Linked DNA regions of Mus musculus: region 1 is linked to region 2. Evidence: chromatin contacts called from public promoter capture Hi-C data. All regions are on one chromosome and are shown on one strand. Each heading gives the region's core, a stretch centred on a gene start, on an enhancer-like site or on the middle of the called end of the contact. The rest is flanking DNA. Distances are from core to core; before and after follow the strand shown. Region 1 overlaps Gm19708 (a long non-coding RNA gene). Region 2 holds the start of 4930539J05Rik (RIKEN cDNA 4930539J05 gene).

Evidence for each region. Promoter capture Hi-C pulls out the DNA fragments that hold promoters and counts their contacts.
Region 1: a contact with region 2 is called in a promoter capture Hi-C map of pre-B cells. The contact joins the enhancer-like site here to the promoter of 4930539J05Rik in region 2. A contact is called at or near these places in 3 of 39 promoter capture datasets (cranial neural crest, liver and pre-B cells) and 3 of 115 datasets of contacts at active chromatin or transcription factors (astrocytes, embryonic stem cells and microglia).

The regions. Positions count from the first base shown.
Region 1 is chr3:138,014,193-138,020,739 of GRCm38.p6, forward strand. Gm19708 (a long non-coding RNA gene) reads left to right here. Exons shown (of 4, transcript XR_867665.2): 4 at 1,641-2,133. Among named protein-coding and RNA genes, the nearest start is that of Dapp1, 36 kb to the left of the region's middle. Within about 2 kb of position 2,884, at least 10 of the 459 cell types and tissues checked have an H3K27ac peak or open chromatin away from gene starts, as enhancers often do. A contact at or near this core is called in pre-B cells, where this site is marked.
Region 2 is chr3:135,436,736-135,443,852 of GRCm38.p6, forward strand. 4930539J05Rik (RIKEN cDNA 4930539J05 gene) reads right to left here and starts at 1,930. Exons shown (of 3, transcript NR_030689.1): 1 at 1,686-1,930. Ube2d3 (ubiquitin-conjugating enzyme E2D 3) reads left to right here and starts at 2,391. Exons shown (of 7, transcript NM_001356597.1): 1 at 2,391-3,063. The coding sequence starts at 3,040.

The sequences.
Region 1 (6,547 bases), core at 1,634-4,133, 2.6 Mb after region 2:
AAGAGTCGGAAAATCTCCCCAGCAACCACAGTCGGAGCCAATCCGGAGTTGCTGCACCTTCATTAGACTCCTTCCTTGTTTCCCTCCCATACCCATTTCTTGAGGAATCAATCATTTTAGAATAGACATTGTTTAGATCTGGAAATCCCCTACTCCCCCTTTCTCCTTCCCCCCCTGAGGGCCTATAAAAACTGGGACCTCTTTCCCTTTGAGGTCGACTCCTCTACCCCTGCGTGGGATATGAGTCATCCCCAGAGCTCTGGCTCCCCCCCCCATAAAGCCTCATGCAGTTTGCATCAAGCTTGGTCTCTCGTGATTTCTTGAGTGTCCGCTATTGTCCCAAGGCCTGAGCGAGGGGCTCCTCTTGAAGTCTTTCAGTGGTGAGTGAATTTGGTCTGGGAAAGGTGGTTTTCTAGTTTCCTAGTCTAGATAATTTCCCCCTACTATTTCTCAGAGATTCTGGAGTGTCCTGGAGAGAACAGGCAAGGGAATAAGCAGGAGGCATAGTCCTCACCTCACTTCTGGTCAGAGCAGTGCTCCACAGTTGTACTTATGGGTTAAGATTGTTTGGTAAGTTTCAACTGAATCACTCATGATGAAATTGCTGCTCTGCAGTGTCTCCTTGAGAACCATGTGTTTCCAAGTGGCACCAACCACCCTTGTTCTTTTGACCTCCCACTGCTTCCTCTGCCCGTTATCACACCCTGATAACATGATGTGAGTCTCCTACACAAGATCCTCCCTGTTGTAGCCCCTCCTATCTGGCTTCCTTATTGCTCTCTCTGTTTAGATATTCCTGGAATCAACGTGTCCAGGTCATAGCTCAGCACATTCCCTCCAAAGCCTGACCTATCTTTCTTTTTCCATCTGAGCCAATGACTCCAGTTCCCACTGGTTAAACAAACCCCAGCAGAGGGCTAGCTCCTCATTTCTTCTTCACTGAGATAGTTACCAGGTCTAACAGATCACATCTAGTGATTTCACGTTCTCTTCTATTCTCTCCTATGCTTAGTCCCATACCCTAAACTCAGGCCTCCATTGTTATGAATCTAGGCTATTCTTAGGAGAAAAGCAGAGACAGAAAGTGGGGGTTACACTGTCCTCTCAACTTAGGAGGAAAATATCTACAAATCAGAGCTAGACACTCAGACCATCACCTCAGTCACTCAACTGTGGTCCTTCATTCTCCATCCAAGACAGATGAAGAGCAGGTATCTTACCCTTGGAATCAATACCAAATTGTCCACAGTTAACTCCACTGTGTAGAGCGATAGAAGACAGCTATGTCTACGGACTAACATGGCTGGATCTAATAATGTTGCATGGTTAAGTGAAAGTTTTTCTGGCCTCACCTGTAGGCATCCTCTGGCAGGTATGTCCAATCTGTGGCCCATTGGCTGCATGGGGCTGTGCGCAGCCTAGGACAAAATCATAAACTCACACACTTATTTTAAAAACTATGACATTTTTGGTAACTTGATTGCATGGTTTTCAAGTGTAAATGACAGTGCTATTTGCTATGCCAAAAGGATCCTGCAGTAAATGATAGTTTATATGTCAGGAGAAACTGTTTGGTTGGAATTCAGATCCCTAAACTCTTTCCTGGCCTGATGATTTTATGCTCGTATTTCTTATTTTAGAGTTGCCGATGCTTCCTCCAAGTCTCCTCAAGATTGCTCTCCATGTTGCTACAGTACCCTCTGCCACGGGCCATCCCAGAGCACTCCCACGACAAGTGACCATTGTGTATTGGAACCGTCACTTGCTTTGCTTCTGCTGGACGCAAGCACTTACTTTGTTGAACTAAACTCAATGGATTGAAACTATGAAGCTTATCAATACTAAGTATTAAGTAGGTTTGGGTTCCAGAGACCAAGCTCAGGTTTTCAGGGCTGTGAGGCAAATGCTTTGACCCACCGGGCTATCTTGCTGGTCCAAATAGATGCATTTTGCTACAGATCAGCTGAGTTTTTACCCTTAACTTTCAAGATACACTATTTTTCAAGATAGGTACACTTAAACACTTTGAATTTATATTTTTTAAAGACTCATTTATTTTAATACGCATGGAGCTAGGCCTGCATATATGTCTGTATGTGGACATCACATCCCCTGGAACGGGAGTTACAGACAGTTGTGAGCTGCCATGTAGGTGCTGGGAATTGAACCCAGGCCCTCTGGAAGAGCAGCCAGTGCTCTTAACTGCTGAGTCATCTCTCCAGCCCCTTGAATTCATATTTTTAAATTGTTCTCTAGGAAGATTGAATGTGACATCGAGGTAGGTGTCTTTCTACAAATTTAGCGAAGCATGTCCTTCACCTCTGTCAGCAGTGGAATGATTCCCTGAAAGGTCCAGTCCTGTGAACTAGAGAAGCTATGTCTGGACCAAGCAGCCTGACATTTGCTTTTCTAGGCAGTGAAATCTGAGAGAAGCAGGGAAGGAGATTCTCGGTTTACCTCCAACTTTACGCCTGATGGCTGCCGGTCGTGATTTCCATACCCACAACCCCTGGCTTTTTTGGAAAGCATTTTGTTTGATTCTAATTTGGAAGATCTTTTTTAATTGGCTGACACCCTACACCATTACTTTATATCCCTAGCTGAAAAATGACATTAAAAAAAAATCCATTTCCCTGAAAACCCCTCCGGTCTTGAGATTAGTTCTCACCCCCGTGTGGATCATCACGGCTGCAGCTTCCTAAGGGATTACTCACATGAGCAAGAACAGTCACTCTGCATGGAAAGATTGAGAGCCGCTAGTCCGCGGAACCTAATTTAGAAATAACCTGCAAGCACTAGTTAGCGACTAATGAAGGTTAACTGAGCCCTCCCTGGAGACCGTTCTCTCGGTCTATCTATAACTGCCAAGACTCTCTTTTACATTTGTTACACCCAGGGGACCAGAAAGGAGAATAAAGACCGAAGGGGGAGAGCAGTCAGCTGCTCGCTTGCTGCATTCGCCTGCCCTACTTAGAAAGACAGCAACACATACATTGTCTGACCAGCTCTCTAGATTAGAGCCCCATCCCAATGGTGATTATTATCCACAATTTATTTAGTTGTTTCATGTCAAAGTGATGCAAGAGCATATTGAGCTGTAGATATTTTAAGTAAATTCCTATGGTAAATTTTTTTGTGGCACATTCCAAAAATCTGTGTGAATTTGTGATACATGTGTGTACGTGTGTGCACATGTACACAATCATATGTATGGACAGCGGTAACAAACACTAACTAAGAGTGTATGGAAGTTGGAGGGTAACTCTGGGTATAGAGCTACTTTCTACTTGTTTGAAACATGGTCTTCTGTTGCTGACCACTGTGTTTGCCAGGCTAGCTAGCTTTCAAACTTCTCTCTTCTGTCTTAACCTCTCATCTTATCCCCCGACTACTAAGATTACAGATGCACACTGCTACTGCACTCAATTTTACATAGATTCTGAGTATTCAAACTCAGACCTCCATTGTTGAATGGCAAGCACTTAGCCATGGACATATCGCCCCAGCTCCAATACTAACACTGTTAACACATTTGTGTCTCTGACAGACTAAGCTCGTTTACATTAGAAAAGTTCATATCTCTCATAAGAGCATAATAATTAGGATAAAAGAAAAAACACAACTGAAGTACAAGGCAGAGAGTCATTGTTGAGACTGGAGACTTATATAACCCATGGATTAACTAATTTTAGGGGAATATCAGACAACTCCCAGAAGGAGAGTTTGCTATAGGGAGAGGTGCTCTCAGTATGTAAGTAGCTGCTGAGACAAAGGGTAAGGCATGTGATGAGACAGTGCTTGAAGATGTCTGCCTATGGAAGGTAGGGTGATGGAGGTGAGATGCTGTGGTGGTTTGAAAGAGAACAGCCCTCATAGGCTCACATATCTGAATACTTGCTCCTTAGTTGGTAGAACTGTTTGGGAAGGATTAGGAGGCGTGGCTTTGTTGGAAGAGGTGTGTCACTGGGGGTGGGCTTTGAGATGTCAAAAGCTCTGCCTTCTAGTTAGCTCGCTCTTTGTCTCAGACTTGTGGATCAAGATGTAAACTCTCTGTTACTGCTCCAGTGCCATACCTGCCCACCTGCTGCCAGGCTCCCTGCCATGATGCCATGGACTCGAAATCCCCTGGAACTGTGAGTTCCAAATTAAATGCCTTCAAATTATTTTTTCTTTTATAAATTGCCTCTGTCTTGGTGTCTTATCACTATAATAAAAACGGTAACTAAGACAGAAGCTGGCACCAGAGGGTAGGCTATTTCTGTGACAGGCTTGGTCATGTTTTTTTGAGGAATGTGGAAGACTTTGGAAGTTTGGACTAGGAAACTAGTTGGCTACTGTGAGCAGGTTTTGACGGGCCATCCTAGTAGGAGCTGAGAGCAATGCTGACTATGCAAACCCAACTCAAGAGGCTTCCCAGAGAAGCACTATTAGCAACTGAGCTACAGACTTTTTTTTTTAATTACTTTGTTAGCAGAGGAGATTTTAAGATAGCCTAGTACTGGCTCTGTCGTGTGGTTACTAGGAATCACTCATATACGGGTCTACAGTGAAAATGAGCAAGCATAGAAAAAAGAAATATGGAATATACAGTTTGGGACGAAAAGAAAAAAAAGCATCAAAAAATGTAACCTTGAAGCCAAGGCTAGTGCTGAAAGAGATAAGGAAAAGTCTGGTGGAAAGCAGAAGAGAGGAGGCACAGCTCCCTTCCGCGCTGGATTGATCTTCTGGAAACGTTCACAGTTACGGTGAGTTCCTGAGCACAATGGCCATGCCATGTCCAGAAGCTAGGATGTCGCAGCACCCTTCCTCATCCTTTGGCTTTTATAACCTTTCTGTCCTGTCTTCCACGATATTCTCTGAATATTAGATGGGTGGGGTGGGTGGATATTTGTATTCCATTTAGGGCTCAAAAGTCATTTATTCTCAGTACTTTGGCCAGATATGGGTCTGCATTAAATGTTGCTCACTGCAATAAAGAAAAATCTTTGACCAAGGTTGAAAGTTTCGAGAATCTATGATAATAACATAAATATTTGAAAGGGAGTTTGGCAATATGAGAAAAACAACAATTCCTTTCTAGGGCCTATGGTCCCTTCATACTCCTTTTTCATCAGATTTATAGTATAGTTATGAATTCCCTTCTATGGAGTGGCCTCAAATTTGACCAGAAAGCAGTTGGTTGCTGCCATCACAGTCACGCCACTATTACACCACCAGGTTCATCTTGCCTGACACTAACAGAGTCAGTGTCTTCTGATGGTTTTCCTTTGTCTTCAAGATGACAGGAAGATGAAAAGGGCACAAATGTTGTGTCTTTACAAGACAGAGGACAGACAGCTCTCTAAAGCCATTGTTAATGCCAGTCATAAAGGCAGAACCCTCACAGAGAATCACTGCCCAGAGGTCTCATCTCTTATTACCCTTCTATGGAGGAATAAATTTCACTGTGAGTTTTGAAGGGACACAAATGTCAGATCATAACAAATGGTAAAAATAAGCTTGCTGATAAAGTATTAGGGAGTTTTAGTGGCGTATACTTTACTATGTGTATGCATCTAAAGAAAAGTACCTAAATGTTATAGTATGAAAAGTCTCCTGAGTGAGAATACTTTCATGAAGCCAAATGTTTACAATAAGAAACAGATCAGGAGTGCAGGGATCTCTTTTAACCCTTCCTTCTGTCCCCATCTGAGAGCCAGTCTTAACTGTGACCCTGGTGGTATTTAGAATCTCCCAGGAGACTACCTGAGGGCCTGCCTGGGAGGCATTTCCAGAGGGAGATAGGAAGAGGCCTGGTGGGCACCAGAATCCACGTGTTTCCGATTCCTGACTGCAAACACAATGCTACCCTTGACTACACAGCTTGTCTTGTAACTTCCCCACCCTGATGAGCTGTACCTGTGAGCCACAATCCACCCTTCCTTACCTAGGTTTCTTTTATATGGTATTTGTTAGAGAAATGAGTAAGCTCATATACCATCCATTTCCCAAAGTCAACCAATATTTACTCTTCTCAGATCTTAGAAGTTAGCTAATTTTTCGTTTTGTGGAAATGGGATTATAAGATAATTCCTTCCTGTATGGCTTCTTTACTTAGTATATTTACTGTTGTTTCTGTATAAGAGTCTATTGCATACAGTCTACAATTTACCTATTCTACTATTGATGGACATTTTGGCAATCTTCCAGATTTTGGGACATGCATACATATTTGTTTGTAACGGTACAGCTGAATCAAATGATGTTCATGAGATATAGAGGCTTAGCTATAACAGAATACTAAATGCCCCCTTGAGTACTTGTACCAGAAGTTCCTGAAATACTTCTACCTGTTTTTTTCTACAATCTTGTCGGCACTTGGTATTGCCTGTCACATTTTAGTCATTATAAATGTATTAATAGAATCATGATTCAAATTGATAGCTTCCTGAAGAAATTCTATTTCTTTCCATATGTTTATTAACCATTTACATACTGGCAGGAAGTGCCTATATTATTATTATTATTAAAACTTAATTTTCTTAAATTAAAAAAATTGGCATTGCTT
Region 2 (7,117 bases), core at 680-3,179:
TGATAGCAAGGAGGAGCAGCAGTGTGTGTAGGGGGTAACAAGAACAAAGTGTGACATATACATGACACTGTCACAGGGAAACCCATTATTTGTACGCTATCTTAAAACAGCATTGATATAACCAGTAACAGCCTACAGTGTCCTTTCACATTATGACATTTAAAACACAGCAACTCAGTGACAAAGGGCGGGCATTATTACATCTAACTTGGTGGTGAAGAAACAAAACTATAATATGTGGAACCAGACCACTATCATAAATAGAAAGCCGTAAGCAAGAACTCAGATCTGGGGTTCTCCTCCCACCCCCATGCTTAGCTCTTTGCTTTGTGTCTACTGGTTAGCCAGGAGAGAACAATGGGCTGTTCAGGGAGGAGAAAGTCAGAGGTGTCCCGTAGGGCACGAGGTAAGTACTGAGGGTTTACTAACTCAGAAAATGGTTCTGATGAAGTAATCTCTATCACTTGGCTGCTTGTTGTAAGTATAATCTCGGGCCTACTAAATAAAATCAGCATTTTAAACAAGACTCCAGGTGGTTCCTATGGCGAGTAGCTGAGGCAGCTGCATTCCGTTAACTGCTCCAGTGATATTACCTATGGTATACACCGTCACTCTTCGGCTATACATTGACTTTTATCATTTTACTTGCGGAATATTGCCTGCAACAGGTTCTCAAAATTCAAATTATTTCCACGTAGTCCTGAAGGACCTCCACTTTAAGTAGGGTCGTTTAAGGATGCTAGAAAACCTAAACATATTGATCTTTTTGAATGTCTTTCAAAAGTTAAAGTCTTACTTTTTACCCAAAGAGTACTCTCGATGACAAACGGCCCTCTACATTTTATGCAGGGCAGACTAAAACAGGGCAGTGGCACACTTAACAGATCTCACCCCCAGGATTTAATCCAGACCGATTCCCTAGTATTTTGTCACTTTGGGGCTCAAAAACTGAAACAGCAGAAGGAAAAGACGATTCTAGGATATTCCTCTTGCGGTTCCATACCTAAGGCTCTACCCAATCCGATCACAATAAAGCTGTATTGTTAAGGCTATGCAAACGCAGAACCCTGCAGGCCGCTGCTCTCAGATTGGCCCCTCGGGGTTAACAACGCGCATGTGTCCGCACTTGGCGGTGCGATCAGCACTCAGCCTGGATCTTTTAATTTGCTGTTCCTAATTTGAGGGGAGCTTCTTCGCGCTGCTCAGCCCTCTCTGAGGAGCACGGGAAGAAATCTCCATCACCTGGGCCGGCAGAAGCCGTGAACCGGCTCCACCTTGACTAAGGCATCTAGTCACCCCGCGGCCCCGCCCACAGCACCTCCCCGATTGGACGCCCGGGGGAGGGCCGTGTCGGCGCGCGACGGCCGGCCGGTCGGGGGAATTCCATTTCCTCCCCCGCCCACTAGCATAAGCACTCAGGGGCGGTGCTTCCCTCGCAAGACCCGCCCAGTAAGAGCCCAGGGGGGGGGTTGCCGGCGCATCTCGCGATAACTTGCGGATTTGGGGGCGGGTCCCGAGCCAGGAAGAGAGCACAAAACTGCCCTTAAGTCATTGCAGACCCGGAGCTGCTGCGAGCCTGCCACGAGGTTCTCGCGAGATCCGCCACCTCCATCCCAAGTGAGGAAACGGGGGGCCACTCAGGGAGGGGCGTGGGGCCTCGACCGCGCAGCTGCCGCTTCCATTACCTTCCTCCTAAGGTCTCCTTCCGGTTCTCGATGCTTCTCTGAATTTAAGGGTTTCCGCCACTCGCCTACCCTCCCCCTCAGCCCATGACCCGCCTCCGTCCCCCGCCCTCCCGGCCCGACCTCCGATCGCTTTAGCGAGAAGGTGCTGTTCCGACAGGGAGACGGCAAGCGGGCGGCACGTCCACTCGGCCCGAGCGAGGGAAGCAAACCGCTCCCCCCTGAACCCCTCGGCTCGCCCCGCGCTCGCGACGGCGGCGTTGGCGGACGGATACGCGGCGGTGAATAGGCGGGGGGAGGGGCGGAGCGTGGCAGCTGGCAGTAGTTCCGTCAGAGCGGACATCTTGTGGCTGTGCCGTGCGCGTGAGCCCCGTAGGGCCGGGGAGGCACCAGCTGCCGCGCGGGGAGGAGGCCGAGGCCGCAGCTCGAGGGAGGCCCCGGCCCTCTGTACGCGTGGGTGTGGACAGCTCGGGAAAGGGGAGGGAGACGGGCCGGGGCCGGCGCGGTGCCCGGGGGGCTGTGGGCGGCCCGAGCGGGCAGCCCTCGCGGCTGGGTGGGGTAGGGTGGGGAGAGGCCGGCGGCGGAGCCGGGGCCCGGCCGCAGGGGGAGGGGGCATGGGCGCGTCCTCGCGCCGGAGCTCCGCGGCCGCCGGGCGCGTGGTGGCGAGGTGGCGGGCGAGCGAGCGGGCGGGCGCGCGCACGCAGGAGCGCGCTGCGAGGCGGAGAGTACGGTGGTGTCAGGGGCGACCCAGAACAGCCCTCGCCGTGGGGACGGGAGCGCACCCGGGGCCCATTGCCTTGTGCTGGCTCGCTGTCCCTTGGAGCCGAAACCGAAAGGAGCCCGGCGTCGGTCCGGAGCCGCCCGCTCCCCTCCCCCTTGCCTTTCTCTGCCCGAGTGACGCCGGCCTAGCGCCGACTAGGCCCCGGCTCCTCCTCTGCCCGGCTCTGGACCCTGCCCCGCACCCACCCCTTTCTCCTCCGCCTCTTCCTCTCCCACCCGGGGCTCGTCTTCCTTTCAAGAGGCCGGGAAGTTAAACTTGTAACCACCTCTCGGCGCTTCCCGTCACCCTCTCGCCCTCTCTGGGGCGAAGCGCGGATCTCGGTAGCTGGTGGCTCCGCCACCCCGCCCCGCCCTGCCGGGATCGCGGCGGTTTTCAGGGTTCTGGAGTCAGCAGGGTTTCTCCGAGGCCCTGGCGAGTCGCTGACCTGCTCCGTTTTTGCAAAAAGGCGCCTGTGTCTGGCAGAGCCGGTGTGAGAAGAAGAGACAACCCTTCCCCGCCGCCGGGATAATCAAGAATTTTGGCCGGACCTTTGAGTACACCTCGGGATAGTGAGGAGCCCGGCGAAAAGCACAGACTATGGCGCTGAAACGGATTAATAAGGTGAGCAGTTTGGACTAAATGGTGCGGACAGGGTTGTGGGAAGAAAGGAGGCTTGGGGCCCAGAGGAAAAAAAGCGTGGGTCTGGTGGTGGATACAATTCTGAAAATACCTTTTCTTGGGTTAAGGAAAGGCAGGTGCACTTTGAAATGAGCTGTAAGATAGGGAACTGAATGGTTTGGGTAAGCGAAATGTTAGCTTTTTTCACTAGAATCTGTAAGTATGGGTGAGGGAGCGTGGCTATTAGGCTCCTCGGTTTTTTGCCTAAGAGTCAGGTTTGGGAAGTAGAATTGTGTACAGGCCCTCGGCTAATGTCATGGTGCTGCTTCCTAGTCTTGGTTCTTCAAAACTTATTACAGCTGCTAAGGCTTATTGGCATTCAAAAGAAAGGAATGTAACAGATGAAAAACGTTTTGTTCCAAACTTGACTGAGAGTCTGGGTATGACAAACATACCTCAGTTCGCTAAAATGTGGTGACGAAGTCTGTTCAGAAGCTTAACCAAATCTGGGCAGTTACACAAGAGTAAGTAGGGTTGGGAGGAGGTGGACCGACACTGTTGCCACTTCCTGTGTTGTGTGGTCGCTGCTCTCACCCGAAGCTATTTATCTGAGGCACTGGGAACCCTGTAAAAGCCTTCTGAAAGATCCTGGGGGGAGTGGGGGTTGACAGTGCAGGGAAACTGGATGGGGAGACTGTTTTTGCTTAAAACCCATCTTTAAGGAGGCTTGTTTGAGCAAATCGATATAGTTTGATAAGTTGTCAATTTAAGTTGGCAAGAACTAGAATTTTTTTCAGAAATATTTTGCGAGTGGATCCACCTCTCCGGTGGTTTAGTCTCATTTTCTTGCTCTAACTTCTATCCCGCATTTTAAGATGGCGGCTGCTTTAACTGGCTCGGGTTCTTTCCGGCATCTCCTTTTCTAACTATTTAAGATAATGTTCTCTGTTAGCGTTAAACGTTTTTTTATTCTGTTGTAGGGAGCTCTCACAGCCTCTGCCCCCAAGACTTAACCTAAATTCAAACTCTCAGACTAAGTTTCTGTGCGTGTGTGTGTGTGTGTGTGTGTGTGTGTGTGTGTGTGTTTTGTATTTGGTTCTTTCACAATCGAGAGGGTGGAGTATTTACAGCTAACTTGAAAAAAATGTTGTGCAGAATAAACTCAGTCTTAATAGAAAAGACAAAATGGGAAGGTTCGGTATTAGAAACTTTGGCTTAGTAACACAGTTTTTAAAGAGTTCTGTGGAAAGGAAGGCAAGGACTTAAAATGACTGGTAGGATCTAATACTACTTTATTTGTAGTTATTTAGTATGTATAACTTGATCAGTTTGATTGGAAAAGCTGTTCATGAAGTTAAGTCTAACCTGTATATATTGATGTTGAAATCTTAAATTCTGTCTCTGGGTAATCTTTGTAGTTTTATGCAAAACACTTAACTGTTTGTATTCTTGATGATAATGCAAAGAGAAAGAAAACCTTAGTATTCAAGACTTCAAATAGATAATAGAAGTTAACATTAAAATTATCACTTAGTGTGACAGTTTTGAGGGTCAACCTCACTTTTTAGAGATGCATTGTTGTGCTTTGCAGCATAACTAATATGGAGACTATAACATTCAGTGCTAATCAAAATTCAGATCTATAGCTTCTTATAAGTGTAAAACAGAACATTTTAAAGGGAGGTCTTACTGATTTTTTTCTTTTACAGGTGATACCCAGCTGCTCTGGCACCATTTTAATGACTTAAAAGCTCTAGCAAGGCAGTAATGGTTAAGTGTAAACATTTGTAGTAAAATAACATGAGATAGAATCAGGCTCTAAGCAAGTTTATCCATTTGCCTAATCTATACCAGGAATTTTTCTATATACTGGGATGGCAAGGGAAAACAGATTTTACAAGTTTAAAGAATTATGTATTGATACTTCACAGGTAAATTTTCTTATATTCGAAAACTTGATGTACCAAATGGCTGATTCAACCTGATTTCAAGCATATCGGGTTTTTTTCCTTCAGATATTGTCAGAATCATGAGGCTGCTTAAAAAACAAAAAAAAGCACCCAAATGCTGGCATAATTTTTGAAAGGCTACTTCTCTAAAAATAAGGGGCCAGTTAGACACTGTCATGAGGTTTTTTTTGTATTATCTGTTTAGAATTTATTCTTTGGGTTCCCCCTAAACAAGTATTAAATTAACAAGCCATTTAGTATTTCTTAAAGTGCTTACATATAAAACTGTGAGCTTTAGTGATAAACTGGTGTAAGTTGAAACTTATTATCTTCTATATAGATAGATACGGGTTTTTTTCTTTTGTGTATTTGCTTGACTATTTTTTAGCTGCCCAAATAACCATACATGTATTCTTTTGCTGCATTTGTTATTTGGACCAAATTGTAGTATGGTGCTGTTATTAAATGGGTATTTTAGAAACTGAATTCCAAACCTGTGTTTTTGAAGCATTAAGAAATTTTCTGCTACAAAGCAAAATGACTGTTACATATTTTGAGAACTTTGGAGATCAAGCATGAAACAATCAAACAAAAATTTATGTTAAGTATTTGTAATGTTTCATAACTCTTTAAGTAGTTTTTCTTATGTAAAAACATAGGTACAGTTGACATCTTCACTATAAAGGAAATTGACTGCAAAAAATAAATAAATAAAAAACACCCCGCCCAGGTATTGATGTAACCGAGTTGGGATTAAGACCCAGGCCTTCTATCTAATTCCAAGTTGTTCTGATGACAACTGCACTTTTATACTATTCTTAGGATTTTTGTGATAGTTAAGACCTAGCATAGGTTCTCATGTGTAATAGGCCTCAAGACAGCCATATGAGATATTCCCTGAAGTAACAGACACAAGTTGACTCTTGACTTGTTCAATCACACTATTAGTGATAGATTTCTAATAAGATGATCTCCAGAAAGAAAAACCTGAATTTTGGACCATTAAAATTCCTACTAGATGAATGTGGATGTTTTGTGAAATATACTGTCTTCTACCTCATATAAATATGAGGCTGATTTTTTTTTTTTTTATGTTTCAACTAATTTATAAATGAAGATGAATGAAATGTAGTCTTGTGTAGTTTCCTTAAGGACTAGAAACTGCTGTGTTGGTTAAATGCTGGGATTCTTTTAAAGTAAACAAAATAGTATTTTAAGTTTTATAGGCTAACAGGCTTTTCCTGTGGTCCTGATTTTGTTTTTGTTTTATTTGGTTCCCAAGGTTTATTTATACTGTAAAGAATACTTAGGTGAGTGAGGGCTGCTGACGATCAGTGATCCCAATGTTGAGTTTGATAAAAGCAGTTGTGACACACTATCCTTATCTTTCATCATGCTTACCCAGTGTTTGTTATGCAGATAAAGGTTAAGTTGAATACCCTGCATAGCACTGGTGAAAACTACTTGTATAAATTTAACTATATTGTCAAATTTTACTTGTTACTTCCTAGGTTTGGGTGTCTGTTAAAGTCCAAATCAATTCTCAAAGAATTTTTTCTTTATTGGATTCGTGAGGGGTGTGCTATTAGTTTCAGGGAGCACTTTGCATGGATGTGGGGTTCAGAGGACATCTGTGTAGTCAGATCCCTACCTTTACCATGGCTTCTGGAGATTGAGCTCAGATGTCATTTCATCTGGGCAAGTATCTTAACAAGCCATGAGCCATCTCGTCAGCCATAGCTTTCTAAAAGAGAAAAGAAAAATTACCAGATTGCATTTTGAGGCAGTGTGTCACATAAAGGCTTGCCTGGAACTCCTGTCCCGGCCTATATTTATCTATTGGTTTAATTTATTTTTGCACTTTGTTTTCTGAGATGAATTTTGACTACATTGTCAAAGCATTGGCCTTGGATTTAGAGCAGCCCTTCCTCTGTCTCCCATCTGGGATTACAGGATGCCACCAAATCCAGCTGCTTTGTGGTTTTTAATAAAAATTTCCTCTATTGCTGAATATAAGAGCTATTGCTTAGATAAGTTTTTGGCATTACTACATTTTTTATTTCAGAAGATTCTAGATTTTTAAGGATTACAACAATGTTTGGTCTTCA